Linked DNA regions of Hordeum vulgare: region 2 is linked to region 1. The links are chromatin contacts, called in public Hi-C maps. All regions are on one chromosome and are shown on one strand. Each heading gives the region's core, a stretch centred on a gene start, on an enhancer-like site or on the middle of the called end of the contact. The rest is flanking DNA. Distances are from core to core; before and after follow the strand shown. Region 1 holds the start of LOC123407935 (serine/threonine-protein kinase ATR). Region 2 holds the start of LOC123412854 (putative receptor protein kinase ZmPK1).

Region 1 (7,939 bases), core at 2,580-5,079:
ATTCAAGAGTCGCAAGAGTGAAATTTCACGATCTTGCACTCTTAAAAGTACGTTAGCAGACCCCTGGCCTTACATTATTTCCCTCGGACTCCTTGCTCACAGCATCTCCAACATACGTCCAACCGCCGCGCGCGCAAAAACCATATTTCGAAATAGAAAATTTTAACGGCGTCAGAGTGTGCTGGCTCAATCGACGACGGCAAAATATTGGTATACTTCTTCTCCTTTAGGCCCTCCAATGCACCTCCCACTTCTGCTTCCTCCCTTATTTTTGCTTCAGAAAACCGGAGCTCTTATACATCTCTCCAGTTCGCCTCGGACCTTTTTTATCCTCCCTTCTAACTCCCCCACGACATCCTACTCCATTTGCTTATGTCTCTGGCAACACTTTCTAGGGCTCGGGTGACACCACTCCCTCTGTCTTGAAAGCATCTATCCCAAGCTGACCTGATGATATCCTCACACCCTTCCTCCTGAAACCACCGTGCTTCAAATCGAAAGGTTCTCAATGTATCAATTAGTGCACCTCCTGCCTTTAGAAAAGCGAGATGGAAAACGGGAACTCCGAGTCTCGCGATTCCTAGATGAGTAGCAACATGCTAGCCACCGAGTCAACAGCAAATTCGTGGTATACACTAGAAGGTGGCCTAGTTGACGGTAAAAGAGCCAGTATTTCATTGGTTTTTCCAGGTTTTCAGTTTTTCTTTTCTTTTTCACTAGTTTTTTTTTTCTTTCCTTTTGCCTTTCTTTTGCTTTGTTTTTATTTCTTTCTTTCTCGATTTTCATTGGTTCTTTTACTTTTTTGTCGTTTTCTTTGCTTCTTTCTTTGTTTTGACGTATTTTTGTCATTTCTTTATCAGTTTTCACCGTTTTCCCATTTGTTTTTTCAATTATTTCTTTCGTTTTATTTCTGTTTTCTTCTTTATTTTTTGTTTCGGTTCTATATTTATTTCCTTCTTTTGGTTTTCATTCTACGTTTTCTAATACATGTTTAACATTCTCCACATATCTTTTTAACAACTTTTAGTATGATTTTAACATTTCTTGGTTTTGAATGCTTTCTTCTTGTTTTCTTTTGTTTCTTTTATTTTTTATTCTCCCATTCTTTAGTTTTTTTCTTTCCTTTTGCATTTTCTTGTTCGGTTTTATTTTCCATTATCTTTTTTGTTTTTTTAAATTTTGTTTCAATTGCAGTTTTACTTTTTTGCTGCCTTTGTTTCTTTTGGTTTTCATTCTACATTTTATATATGTGAACAACAATTTTTAAATACACGTTTAACTTTTTTAATACAAATTTAACATTTTCTTAATACATTGTCAACATTTTTTTCTACACTTCTATACATCTTTCAAATACAACATTAACATTTTTCGGATACGTGGTCAATATTTTTCCTATAAACACTTTAATTTTTTTAAATGCTTGATTAATGTTTTCTAATACATGGTCATAAAAATAAATGCACATTTTTACATTTATCAAATGCTTGATTAACATTTTCTAAGTACAATGTTAACATTTTGTAAGACATGGCCATATTTCAAAAGATATTCTGGATTTCAAATTTTCTAAGTACAAATTTCTCATATTTCAAAAAATATTATTGATTTCACAAAATGTTACCGTTTAAAAAAATCACAAATTTAAAAGGTACTAACGTTTTTTTATTTTTCTGGAGTTTCAAAAGATGTTACCGTTTCAAAATTGTTCAAAATATCTCGAAACTGTTTACGTTTTGATTTTTTGTTCAGTTGTTCAAAAAATGTTCGTGTTTTGCAAAAATTTGTGTTTAGGATTTAAAAAAATATTCCCATTTTCAAAAAAGTGTTAATGATTTAAAAAAAATCCTGATTTTCGAAAATGTTTTTTTCAAAAAAAATGCAAATTTGATAAGTGTTTCTAATTCACAAAACACTCAGTTTATAAAATAAATTGCATTCATAATTCCGAAAATACTTCGGATCTACATTGTATATTTAAACTTTGATGTGTTAACTTGTCAATAAAAGTCGCTAGCTCAGTTGGGTGCGTCGCGTCGTCTTTAGCACGATATCCATGGTTTGAGTCCCCTTGAGTTAGCCTTTTTTCTGAAAGTTCACTCGCGGTCATGGTTCAGCTGTGTCAGACACCTAGTTGTGCGAAGCGACGACTCTATTGCCGCCAAGTTCATAAAATCGGGAATAAAAATAAGGCACCCCGGGATCAAACCCTAGTCTCTAGTGTTCCCACCAGCGAGGCTAACCACTCCGCCCACTTCAGACTTCTTGTTACTTTGTTAGCAGTAGGATCAAGATCTACTAGAGACGACCGAGCCATTATTCTCCATTTTATCTTTTACCTTTTCCGTTTTCTTTGTTTGATTTCTTTTTTCTTCTCCATTTTTTCATTGTTTTTCCTTTCTTCTCAGATTTATTTCATTCTTTTTTTTGTACTTTTTTGTTTGATTTTCTTTTTCTTCTCTATTTCTTTTTATTTTGTGTTTTTTATGTTTGTCTTTGTTTTCACTCTACATTTTTGTACACGTAAAAAACAAATTGTAACAAGTGATCAACATTTTTTGTATACACGTTCAACATTGTCCCAACGTTATTTTAATATTTTCAAAGACTTTTTCAACATTTTAATAGTTATTCAACATTTTTTCAAATACTTGTTCAGCATTTTTAATACTTATTCAATATTTTCAAATACTTGTTCAACGTTTTTTATTTACACATTCAACATTTTTTGATACCTATTTCAATGTTTTTCAAATACTTGTTCACCATTTTTAATATTTATTAAACATTTTTAAATACTTGTTCAATATTTTTCAAATTATTATTCAATATTTTAAAATACTTGTTCAACATTTGGCATATACTCATTCAACATTTTTCAAAAAATTATTCAACATTTTTAAATGCTTGTTCAACTTTTTTCAAATTCCTGTTCAACATATTTTAATATATATTCCTCATCTTTTCAAAAAAAAAAAAACGTATAATTCTTTTACAAAAAAAACAGAAAGTGAGGAAAAAACAGAAAAACAAAACAAAACAAAAACAGGTTGTGGCTCCTGCACCGCTGACCCAGCCCGTCTAGGGTTCGCCCCTATGCGAGTGCAACCGCTGTCTCGCTAAAAGCGAGATATAGGAGCGCCCGCCCATGGGAGCAACTAGTTGGCGAGCGCTCCTTCGATGCCTTTCAGCGATCACTCTCAGGCGCCGCCACTTGGTGTGTTCACTATCGCCGCCATGTGTTGCATTCTAGTCTTTTCTTTGGATTTTTTTCCGCACGCATTTTCGGTTTTTTAGGTGTTTTTTTGGGGTTTTTTGGTCTTCTGGTTTTTCATCGGTCTTCCTTAGCTTTGGTAAAAAAAAATTGCACGAAAAAATGTTTTTTCTTTTTTATTTCTTTGTCGAAAATCACGTGTTTTCTTTCACGGGAGGAACGGATTTGTTTACGCTTGAAAAGAAAAAAAACTTTTTTCCCTTCCTCGAGGCACGGTTTTATTTTTGCGAAGGTATGACTGTGCCTCTCAAAAACAAAAAAATGTGTGTACCTTTTTTTTGTACTTTTATGAGAGGCATGCATTTCCTTTCGACGAGTCTCGGAAAAGATAAGATCTTTTTTGGGGCCGAACTTGAGTTTCAGACCAGCCGAAAGCCCAGAGCTGTGTCCGGGCCGAGTTATATCTATCCATCGTCTGTCTTTAGATTGGGCCCAACACAAACGACGACCACGCTCCAAAGGGAGAGACGACGAAGAAAAGGAAGGGGGAGCAGTCTCTCGAATTCCGTTTCGAAATTAAGGAGGGAAAAGGGCGCCGCCGCCGCCGACGAACCCTCCCCCTCCGGCTCCGGCGGCGGCCGCCACCGCCGGCCATGTCGAACTTCGCCGGCCACATCAAGGAGCTCCGCGCGCTCATCGCGGGCTCCTCCTCCTCCGCCGCCGGCCCGGCCTCCGCCCACTACGAGGCCAAGCTCCGCGAGGTGCTCCCCAGCCTCCTCCGCGACCACGTCCTCCCCGCCCCCACCGGTACGCGCCCCCTCCTCCCGCGGCTCCGTCCCCCTCTCGGCGCGGGCTACGGCCGCTCACGTCCTCTGTGATTGACCCGTCGATGCAGCGACCGACAAGGAGACCTCGGTGGTGCTCAGGCTGCTCACCTACACGGCGCCCAGGTTCCCCGGGGTCTTCTCCAACGGCCGCCCCGCCGAGGTCATCCGCGTCATCGGCCGCATCCTCCCCTTCTTCGCAGACCCCGACTACCAGTAAGCACTCCCCTGCTCTTCCCCCCTTTCACCCCCTTTAAACCCTAGTCCAATCGCTCTCCCCATGGGAAATTACATGGATTTGAGGGCTCGATTACGAAGTATTACTGCATCGGCGTGCGAGACATGGGGTGAATTTAGCTGATGTCGTGTGCGCGGTAGAGCAAGCAATATCTAGTTTGGGTTGAATGTTGGAAGGGGAAAATGATGCATGTTTGAACAACCGATAGATTTGTAAATCCAGTAAATGCTTGGCATCTTCAAGCGATGATGCTAGTCTGGTTAGTTTATCCTACTACTAGTGTCGTTATATGTGTGCCATCAAGTGCCATGTGTTGTTTACATATGCTCGGTTTGGTTTCTTCACCGTTGCAGGTCAATTATATTTGAGCCGGTTTGGTCTCTCCTCTCACTTCTGCGCACCGGTGACCGGGAGGCCTACAGGCAGTTCTTCTTGGATGCGATGGTTGCAGTAGAAGGCCTGTGATCCTGTTCACTTTATTTAGTCATATCGTTGTACAAATTTCAGTTTGTTGAGTACTCCTGTGTGTCAGGTTATGCAGAGAGGATTTAAATTGAACTTCTTGTCAATCTAACAGATCTACAATATGTAGCATCCAAGCACACGGAGAGTGGATGTCTTTTAAAATGCTTCTGTGGATCCTTCTCAGACATTTTGGACTCCCCTGCGATTTTTAGTGAGCTCCCAGAGAGGTTCCAGCCTAAAAATGGACCTGGCCTGCTGGTTGATCTGTCTGGTGACATGAGGTGGCGCCCATTTGCCACTTCGTTAATTAGACTCATCAACAAATGCCTTACAGATGGTACCCTGCATGTTGAAGGGGTTGTTACCATGCCATTTATTTCCGCTGCTTGTTCTATTCTCTGTTATGGGGATGAATCCCTCCACAAGGTTGGTATTTAACCTTGAGCCTTTGTGCTTTTTCGGTTATACCTGTACCTTCGACGCATTGTTAATCAATTTGGTGCAACAGGTTTGTTTTGATTTTGCACGGATTGTTGCAACGGTGATGACTGTTGAGATTCTTCCTACAGAAACTATTATTCGTTCAATCACATCGATTCTAAGCCAAGATGTTAATGAGCTTTCTAGCATCAGGTATGCTCTTGTTGTATCTTTTTCTTCTAGTCTAGATTATTACACTCGCTCCAGTGATTTCATTTGGAGCAGTCGAACTCAAAAGTCACAAGATGTTGCGGATATTCCTCAGGTCTGTTTTACTATGTGAAAGGAATCTATGAAACACTAGTTTTTTTGTTTTGTTTTGAGGACACCTCAAGAGGGGCAGGGGGTTCCTGCATTTCATTAAGAAGAAGAGAGTTGGTCTGGTTTATGAAACACTAGTTTAGATGCTTTATTATATGATTTTGTTCCCCTGGTCTTGGCTTTCTGGTTAAGCATATTTGCCCACTGATATTTATGTTTTGTAGTGCTTGTGATGCCTTGGTCCATGCTTTGTTTTCTTCATTTTTCTGTGATTTAAGAAGAACCAATTGTAGGCACCTAGTTGTATTGGAAGCAAAGCATATTGATCTATTCGTACCTCCCCTATGTTTACCTGAAATACCGGGTTATAATCCATTTTAGTTCTGTCACCGGTGAATATTTGGTTTCATGAATCAGATCTTTATCTCTAAATGTCAGTCAATGTAATAGTTATGTAGAAAAGTAATTTCGCACTTGGAAGAAGCATAGAGTGCAAATCTGTAACGCTGGATTATATTTTGCTCTTTTTTGGTCAGGAATTATGTACGTTTCCCCCTTTTGTTACATACAAGACTGCTAATATGTTTGCCTTCTTTGGGTATGTTTCATACATAGTAGCCTTTTTTCTTGGTAAATTCTTTTAGTCAAACAACAATATACTGATGAAGCTGGTAGTGGTAGTTATTGAATCATTCAACTATATATTTTCCATGAACTGTTTTTATTATAACGAAGAAGTATTCTACAAAAGAGTTACAGCTGGGGACCTTAAAAAGATATTGTACAACACAATAAGCAATGTACTGGCTCGCTCTCCCTAATATTAAAAGTCTTAAATACCATACGGTGTAGGTTTTATTTTGTCATGGATATTATGGGAGCATGCACAAACACTGTCAAATAGCATAACACTTTATCCTATTTCTGCAGAGATCCAGATTATGACTTATCAATGGGTGCATGTCTTAATGCTTTGCATTCTTCGTGTCCTGGTTATATTGTTGAATCTACAGCTGCTGATATTGTCAATGTTTTCACGAGAGCAGTACAGACCAGCAGAAGCTCAGAGCTTCAGGTTAGCAACTTGATTTTCCCAGGTTTTGTGGGTACTTCTCTCTACTAATGCTACCTTTTGCAGGCTGCGATGTGCAATGCGTACATGAGAATAGTCGAAGTCTGCTCCCCACAAGTATGGAAACCAGAGATCCTTCTGAAGTTGCTCTACTTGCCCAAGCCTTATGACAAAGTGACTGAATGCATTCGATTGGTTGTTGACAAATTTGGTCGGAGTTCGGTGTCTGTGGATGCCAGTGATGATCGAGGCAGCTTTCAGAAAAAATCTGAAGTATTTGACCTGCCAAAAGTCGGCCAGAAAAGAGTAGCTCAGAACCAGGAAAATACTTTGTACAAACGTCAAAAGATGTCTGAAAAATCACGATCAACCATTGGTTCATTTATGGCCAAATTATCTCCTGCTGGCATAGGACATGAACTAGCAAAAGATTATGCCTATGATCTTCAACTGTCACTAAATTCACGTATTAAGTTCCTGTCACCTGACAATCATAATGCTTATCCATTGGAGCCTGATATTGCTATACAAGTGCTTAGTCTTCTTTCTCTTTCATTCTGTGTTAACCCAAAGACAAGTATGTTTATTAGTATTTCTAAGCAAGTTCTCTCCTGGATCCCTTGGATTTGCAAGCAGGTAGGCAGAAATCATGATAAAGCTGCATAATTGATTTTGGCTTTTCATTGTTTTTGAACTTAACATCCTAACCATTAGTGAATGATGCAGGCAACCGAGAAATGTTTCTTTTCCTTTGACGTATTACTGTATTTCAAAGCCCTTCAGACTGTAATGCTTCTCCGATGTAAGGTTTTCTTCTGTCTTTTGCATTTTGTACATGCCATGTTGCAACTTGCATGGATTATGTTTGGGATCTTAGGTAGCTTTAGCTATAAGCCTGTAACAACTGTGCAATTTCTTAATATTCCTTTCAAGGTTTTCGTGATCCTGTTTTGTGCTTTACGTCCTTGTTTGTATTTATACAACTTCTTGGGCTTATGGCTTGTTCATCGTATAAGGTAGATCATTAAATACAATTTTGGTGAGCTATTTGTGTAAGACCTGCTTGTAAACCCCACAATCATCCTTCTCTGTCAAATCATCTAGAACATAGAAGGCACCTGGACCTATCAGACATGTATAATTATGAACAAAGGATTTGCTGATCCCATTGTCCCGGGATAAACTTACAAGCTCATTGCTTCAAGCTTATGCCAGACCAAATATTCTCGAGTACATGATGATATGGCTATCTTTCTCTCATTTTTTTACCGTCCACTTTTGTCTAAATGTCTATGTAGCCTTTCATCCTGGAGACTCTAAACTGTTTGAAGATGAAGCTCAGCTGATTGGTGATCGCAGTGAAGATTTAGATTATCCACTATATG
Region 2 (7,939 bases), core at 1,953-4,452, 200 kb before region 1:
ACTTAGTTTTTTTTTTCAAATCTATCTTCAATACATTTCCATTTCTTATTCGTTAGTCGCCTATGATGAATAGGAATCCTGAGATAGCTAAATGGTAGTGATCCCATTTCACATCCAAATAGCTGCCTGTAAGCGTCTTGCTCCTCTTTTGCCTTCCCAAAGCAGAGAAGTTCGCTTTTGTTGAAATTAATTTTCAGCCCTGAGAGCTATTCAAATAAGCACAATAATAGTTTCATATTTCTCGCTTTGGCCATATCATGTTCCATGAAAAATAATTGTATCATCCACATATTGTAGTATGGACACCCCCCTCTACCGGATGTGGAATGAGACCTCCTACTTGGCCCTTTTCTTTGGCTCTCGCAATGAGTATTGTCAACATGTTTGCTACTATGTTGAACAACACCGGGGACATTGAATCACCTTGCCTTAGTCCCTTGTGTGTTTGAAAAAATGTCCTGTGTCATCATTAACTTTAACACCTACACTGCCTTTCTGAATGAAAGTATCAACCTGATCTCTCCATCTTTCATTGAATCCTTTCATACGTAAGGCCTGTTGAAGAAATGGTCATTTGACTTTATCATATGCTTTCTCGAGATCCACTTTAAAGATAACCCCATCTAGTTTCTTTGTATGAATTTCGTGCAGCGTTTCATGCAGGACAACAACACCCTCTAACATATATCTCTCAGGCATAAACGCAGTATGCGTCAGTTGAACTACTGAATGAGCTATCTTTGTCAATCTATTAGTGCCAACCTTTGTAAATATTTTGAAGCTGACATTGAGCAGACATATCGGTCTAAACCGCTCAATGCGTATAGCCTCCGCCTTTTTTGGCAACAACGTAATTGTTCCAAAGTTAAGGTGGAATAGTTGCAACTGGCCATTAAATAAATCATGGAACATAGGCATCAGGTCTCCCTTAATTATATGCCAGCATTTCTTATAAAATTCTGCCGGAAACCCGTCCGGCCCCGGTGCTTTATTTAGTTTCATTTGTATTATTGAGTCATACACCTCATTCTCTGTAAATGGAGCTGATAACACCTCATTCTCATCTGTATTGAGTTGAGGTATATCATGAGTTATGCTTTCATCCAGAGAGACCACCATCTCTTCTGGTGTACCAAATAATTTCTTGTAATATTCAGAGATATATAGTTTTAACTTCTCGTGACCTAGTATTGTTCCTTCATCTTGTTCAAGTTGGGTTATTTTTTTCTTTCAATGTTTGCCATTTGCAATCATGTGAAAGAATTGAGTGTTATCGTCTCCATGAGCCACCTTTGTCACCTTGGCTCGAAGTTCCCATTTCATCTCCTCTTCTCTCAAAAGTTTTTGCAACTTCTTCTCAGCTTCAATCTTGTTATTCCTATCAGTTAAATTGAGATGGGCAGACTCAGCTTTGACGTATGATTCATCAATAAGACGAATGAGTCTTTCTTTTTTTAGTTTATATATACCGCTCTGATTTTTCGCCCATCCTCTCAAGAATTGGCGTAAATGTCAGATTTTGTTTTTCCATCTTTCTATACTCGTTGATCCACCGGAATCCCTAGCCCATTCATTAAGGACAGTAAAACTACACCTAATCCCTGCCCTCTCAGCGCTTAGCATTTCCGGTCGTCCGTTTTGGCGATCTGGGAATTTCTAGCCGTCAGATTTACTGTTTAGGCCGATCTGATCCGTAGTATGTTGAATCTAGCCCATCTGTCCTGTGGGCTGCTGCTCCATGGGCCGAAACCAACGCCTCTAGTTAGCTATGAGATCCATGAAACCTTCTTGTTCGAACCAGCTTAATTCAAAGGAGAAGACATTTCTATTACCCGCATGGTTGGCATCCCCTGAGTCAACTATGAGAGGTGTGTGATTTGAGATGGCTCTTTGTAAAGCCTGCACTGTAACCAGCGGGTACTTCTGTTCCCACTCAACACTGGTCAGTACCCGGTCCAACTTCTCATATGTTGGCACCGGTAGTGAGTTCGCCCATGTGAATTGTCTATCAGTGAGGTCAATCTTCCTCAAATCGAGACTCTCAATAACCATGTTAAACATAAGTGACCACCGTGCATCAAAGTTATCATCGAAGTGATAACCGGCGTGGTTCATGAAGCGGTCTCAAGTCTCCATTTGTGTATCTTGCCGAATGATAGATGTTGATGTGTGACCTGATATGTCTCAGACAACTACTGGATGGATCCGTGAGACAATTAGTAATCATAGAGGAGATTTCTTTTTTCCAAAGAAATTAGTTATCCAAGAACGCCAGGAAATCAAGCACTGACCAACATGCTTGCTTTAGAGGATTTACACTGAAACTCATCCTCTATCACGGGCCAGAGGAGTAGGATTGTGTGTGAAAAGCTTCTGGTCGTATTTTCTGAATTCTGACCACTAGCTAGTGGTCATGCTGCACGACGACTGGAGATAAATTTGAGAAGGCTCCACCCTTCAGTCTGATGATAATTATTGCTCCGAAAGCGAAACGGATATGTCTTCACTTTGGAAATCAAGTGCAACGCATAAAGCCATAACCTATTATTTTCCTGTCTGAATGGACAGGTTTGAATTTTCATATACTGTCATTGTCATGTCTGTTTCTCGTGAAACACGGTGAACACATATTGCCAAGTCTACCATTTCTTTCTGATAGTAACTGGGATTTTGCCGACAAGCTGTGTCAGAAGTAGCAAACCAATTACTCACGTATATCAGTGCCACCAATCTGTTGAAATAGTACAGATTTTATTTCCCTCAGCAGCTGCCTGAAAACAGCCAGCTAAAAGCCTTCAATAAGGGTGGACCTTGCAAGACAGCCTTCAATAATATTCCCTCAGTCCCAAAATAAGTGTCTTAACTTTGTACTAGCTCTAGTATAAAATTATACTAAGCTTTAGAGTTGAGACACTTATTTTGGGACAGAGGGAGTAGTTGAGTTGTTGACTGAATAGAACAAGTTACCATTCAAGGAAAGGGCCTTATTTCCGGATTATACATCAACCAGCTGAAATAGAAGACAATTCTGCAAGGCTCAAACTTGATGACAAAGACTTCACAACTAACTACTGATTAAATCTTTGACGAACAAGAACATGTTATCACTCTCAAGAAAAGGACATGCGCCTATCAGTTTGGCATTATATTAGTAGAAGCATATTGCTTCCTCTCCAGTGTATACCGACAGTTGTCTCCTATATAATACGTCCATTTGTGATCATTCTAATGGTCATCTCGAGTGTCTCATCAAACATGGATGCACACTCTATTCCTCTGCTACTACTAAATTTCATTCATTTATTTTTGCGCATCTCCGCTCGTGAATTTCTCTCGCCAGGCTCTTATCTCTCTGTGGAGGACAGCTCTGACGTTCTCCATTCACCAGATGGTACTTTCATCTGTGGCTTCAACAACATTTCCAAAAATGCTTCCGTCTTCTCTATTTGGTTCTCCAACACAGCCGAGAAGACTGTCGTCTGGAGTGCAAATCATTTCCACCCCGTGTACTCCTGGGGCTCCCAAGTCATGCTAGGCACAGATGGAAGAATGATTGTAAAAGATTATAATGGCCAACTCGTGTGGGAAAACAATGTCAACTCTTCCTCAAAAGCCGAACAAGCTCAGCTGCTGGACACTGGGAATCTCATTGTGAAGGGCCAAGGTGATATCATTCTATGGCAAAGCTTTGGTTCTCCTACTGATACACTGCTTCCATATCAGAATATTACTAGTGCTACAAAGTTGGTATCTACTCATAGGTTACTTCTTGTTGGGCGTTACAGCTTCCATTTTGATGATCAACATTTACTCACACTATTTTATGATGAGAAGGATATATCTTTTATCTATTGGCCGGATCCAAGAATGAGTGTGTGGGAAAAGCGAAGAAACTCATTCAATAGCACCACAATTGGGGTCCTTGATAGCTGGGGGTATTTTCTTGGAAGTGACAATTTAACTATTAAGGCTGCTGATTGGGGTTCCAAGGTTATGAGAAGGCTAACATTGAATTATGATGGCAATCTTAGATTATACAGTCTAAACAAGACAGATGGAAGTTGGTCGGTCACATGGATGGCATATCCTCAGACCTGCTCTGTACGTGGTCTGTGTGGCATGAATGGAATATGTGTGTATACACCTGGTCCAGCTTGTGCATGTTCCCCTGGACACGAGATCGTCGACCCAACTGACCGGAGCAAAGGTTGCAGGCCAAAATTCAATCTCAGCTGTGACGGCCAGGAGATGTTTGTGAAGCTTCCTAGCACTGATTTCCGAGGTAATGATCAAAGTAGCCATAACTTAGTTTCACTTGATACTTGCAAGAAGATATGCTTGAACGACTGCAACTGCAAAGGTTTCTCATACCTGCAAGCAACTGGAGATTGCTATCCAAAGTGGTCCCTTGTCGGCGGTGTAACCAGTCCGTATATTCGGCGTTCTATGTATCTCAAGTTTCCTAAGACATTCCAGGTCTCGGATTCCTCAATTCCTCACTCGCAACCTTTTGGTTCTAGGTATGTTCCTAACTGTAGTGCAAAGAGCGAATATTTCACTGTAGATTTTCTGGATCAACCGAAGAATACTCAGAGTGGATTAAAATCACAGTACTTGTACTTATTGTATGGATTCTTGTTAGCGATATTTTGTGTGGAGGTAATATTTGTGGCACTAGGGTGCTGGTTTATGTTGAGAAGGGAGAGCAAGCAGTTAACAGGAGTATGGCCAGCTGAGGTTGGCTATGAAATGATAACCAACCATTTCCGCAGATACACTTACAAGGAGTTGCAAAGAGCGACTCAAAAGTTCAAGGATCAAATTGGGTGTGGCGCATCTGGTCATGTATACAAGGGGGTCTTAAAAGACAAGAGGGCAGTAGCGGTGAAAAGGTTGGCAGACATAAACCAAGGCGGAGAAGAATTCCAACATGAACTCAGTGTGATTGGAAAGATTTACCATATGAATCTGGTGAGGGTATGGGGTTTTTGTTCGGATGGCCCACACAGGATATTGGTTTTGGAGTATGTTGAGAATGGTTCTTTGGATAAAACTTTGTTTAGTAGCACAAGGTTACTTGAATGGAGTGAAAGGTTTAAGATTGCTTTAGGGGTGGCAAAAGGATTGGCCTATCTTCATCACGAATGCTTGGAGTGGGTTATCCATTGTGACTTGAAGCCTGAAAATATACTGTTGGACGACAACTTACAGCCGAAGATCAGCGACTTTGGCCTGGCAAAACTTGTAAATAGGAGCGGATCCAACAAAAATGTATCGAGAATCCATGGAACTAGAGGTTACATAGCTCCTGAGTGGGTTTCTAGCCAGCCAATAACGGCGAAGGTTGATGTCTACAGCTTCGGCGTGGTTCTTCTGGAACTGCTGAAGGGGGCTCGTGTTTCAGACTGGGCATCAAATGCGGACGAGGAAGTGGAAATGGTCTTTGGAAGGGTCATCAGGATGCTTGCAGAAAATCTAATGCTGGAGGGTGGCCAACAGTTATGGATAGCCGACTTCATTGACTTAAGGTTGAACGGCCAGTTCGACAGCTTGCAAGCAAGGGCGATGTTCAAGTTGGCTGTTTCATGTGTAGAAGAAGATGGTAGACAAAGGCCCACCATGGAAAATGTTGTGCGGATGCTTCTTTCGGTTGCTTGATGAAGCTATTGGCGTAACATAAAGAGTTTTCCATTTGATATTGTATATGCAGCATGCATGTATATTTATGCTTGTTCTTCTTGGTCCAAAACAAGACATATGTGTGATGTGTATCATGTAATGTAACAATAAGCATGCATGTCATGTATCATAGGTTCGTCCGAGTAGCAGTACACATTAGCATGTTTCGTTTTGGTTTTGGTTTGTGTCTAAGTCTCTAAGACTCTATGTCGGATTAGTACCCCGGTCCCCGGGTCATACTCCTATAAATGCAATGAAAAAACACCAGAAAAGCTGCAGAGAATTGTAGCAGCAGCACCAAATCTCAAATCGATCGGCTTCAGGTACGTGAGTCCTCGCGTGGGCTCCTGTGGAACCACTGAAGCAGGACAAGGCGACCATGTCACTCTAAATTAAGAACTGCATGAGCCACTTGAATACCAATGCTGAATTCCGTATTTGAACACTCCGCCATGTTATGTAATCTTATATAGTGTTGTGCTCCCGACCCGCTCCCGCGAGCGGGGAAGGCGAACCCTCCCCGCGCCGCCCCCAGTCCCCTCCGCTCCATCCGCCCCTTGCCGCCGCCAGCGCACACCGCCGGCAAAGCCCGATCGGTGGAGGAGGCGGCGGGGAATTCCCTTCCCCTCCTATGGGTGTGTGCAGCGCGGGCTGCCGCATCTAGTTGGAGGCGCAGCGTTTGCGTGGGGCGCGACGGCGGCGAGTCATCCGGCGCGTTGGAGGCGTCGTGGGAGGACATGGCTGCGGCGGCTTCGCGGGGATCTGGTGCGCAACGGGCCTGCGGTCGGCTGGCGGCGGTAGTCACCTGATCCAATCTGGGATCCGCGGACGTCGGCTAGCGTGGACGGCGCGGACGGTGGTGGGAGGCTCGGCTCCGTTTATGCGCGTCCTGGAGGTCTCCTGCAGCGTCTTCTCCAGCCTGGGGCCATGGTGGTTCGGGCTGGGGTTGCGGCTGGTCGACTGCCTACCAGGATCAAGATTTGCAGGCGGCGCGAGGGGTGGTGGCGGCCGTCGTGGGTCGCTGCAGGGGTCACGGCTCATGGAGTCGTTGGCTGTTCTGGTGGCCGGCGGCGGCTGTTCCTGTCACTGTCATGTGGCCCCTAATCGGTGTGCTTCTCGCCTGCGGGTTCCTGGCAGTGCCGGTGTGACCGCGGATGAAGCTGGTGGAGGAGATTCAGATTGGGGGAAACCCCTTGGTCGGCCCTGGCCGGCCACGCTGCCGACGATGCTCAAGGGCGCCGTTGTTCTTCTTGGAGACGTCGGTCTACGTCTGCTCCTCCACTTCCTGCCTCACGGCCTCTCGGGTGAAAACCCTAACTCCGGTGGGCGGCGGCGGCGTCCTTGACGCCGTGACCTTCCTGAAGGCGTCGCCTTGAGGGCTGAGTGGTGGTGGGCACTGTGTGGTTCCTTGATGGTTGCTGGAGGTGGGCACTGCTTCGGGGAAACCCTAAGATCTGGCCTTACAGATCGGATGATGGCGGTACTGCGGTGTCGTTTCTCTCTTGGGAGCATCGTTTGTGGAGCAGTGCTGGATGACAGAGGCTGGAGATGGAGTGGCTTCGTCTTGCCCGGAGATTTGGTGGAGCTGGCAAGTCATGCCTGGCCAACAGGTGCAACGCTGAGTCATGCCTGCTTGGCAGGTGCTACGCACGACAGTTCTTCCAGAATCTTCGCGTCTGGATGGATGAGCACAGGGTGGTGGCGCTGTTTGGCGCCGTGGTGGCGTCGACGGTCGGACTGGCAAAGATGATACGGATCTCTCTCCTGAAGATGGATCAGTGGGCCATATGTCTTCCCAGAAACGAAATTCCGACGCATCCTTTATGGCGAAAGGCCCAAAGCGAAAGAGATTTTTCTTTGTTGTCATTAGGCCAGCTCAAAAGTGTGAGTCACCAGATTTGCAATAGGCCTGAGCCACCCATCCTTTATCGCGAAAGGCCCAAAGCGAAAGAGATTTTTCTTTGTCGCCATTTGGCCAGCTCAAAAGTATGAGTCACCAGATTTGCAGTAGTGAAAGTGCGTTATATCGACTAGAGGGGGTGAATAGGAGATTTTTAGAATTTCATCACTGAGGAAATTCCTTTTGAGGAAATTCCTCACTGATGACTAATTTACAGCGGAAACAGTAAAGGATCAGACGTGCAAACGATCACACCAGCAGTATTTCAGAGTGAAGAATGTGAAAACAGATTGCACAGTAAGCAGGCACGCAGAATACAGATGATGATTAACTATTGTGAAGAATTTGGGGTTGAGGAAA

The links. A called contact is a pair of places that touch in the nucleus more often than the background predicts.
Region 2: a Hi-C map of seedling shows a contact between it and region 1, with 3 times the contacts expected there. The contact joins the promoter of LOC123412854 here to the promoter of LOC123407935 in region 1. A contact is called at or near these places in 2 of 6 Hi-C or Micro-C datasets (leaf and seedling).

The regions. Positions count from the first base shown.
Region 1 is chr7H:621,556,868-621,564,806 of MorexV3_pseudomolecules_assembly, reverse strand. LOC123407935 (serine/threonine-protein kinase ATR) reads left to right here and starts at 3,829. Exons shown (of 16, transcript XM_045101186.1): 1 at 3,829-4,021; 2 at 4,110-4,254; 3 at 4,630-4,733; 4 at 4,854-5,167; 5 at 5,250-5,374; 6 at 6,413-6,557; 7 at 6,621-7,190; 8 at 7,281-7,356; 9 at 7,853-7,939. The coding sequence starts at 3,868.
Region 2 is chr7H:621,758,774-621,766,712 of MorexV3_pseudomolecules_assembly, reverse strand. LOC123412854 (putative receptor protein kinase ZmPK1) reads left to right here and starts at 3,202. Exons shown (of 1, transcript XM_045105799.1): 1 at 3,202-5,946. The coding sequence starts at 3,229. The coding sequence ends at 5,658.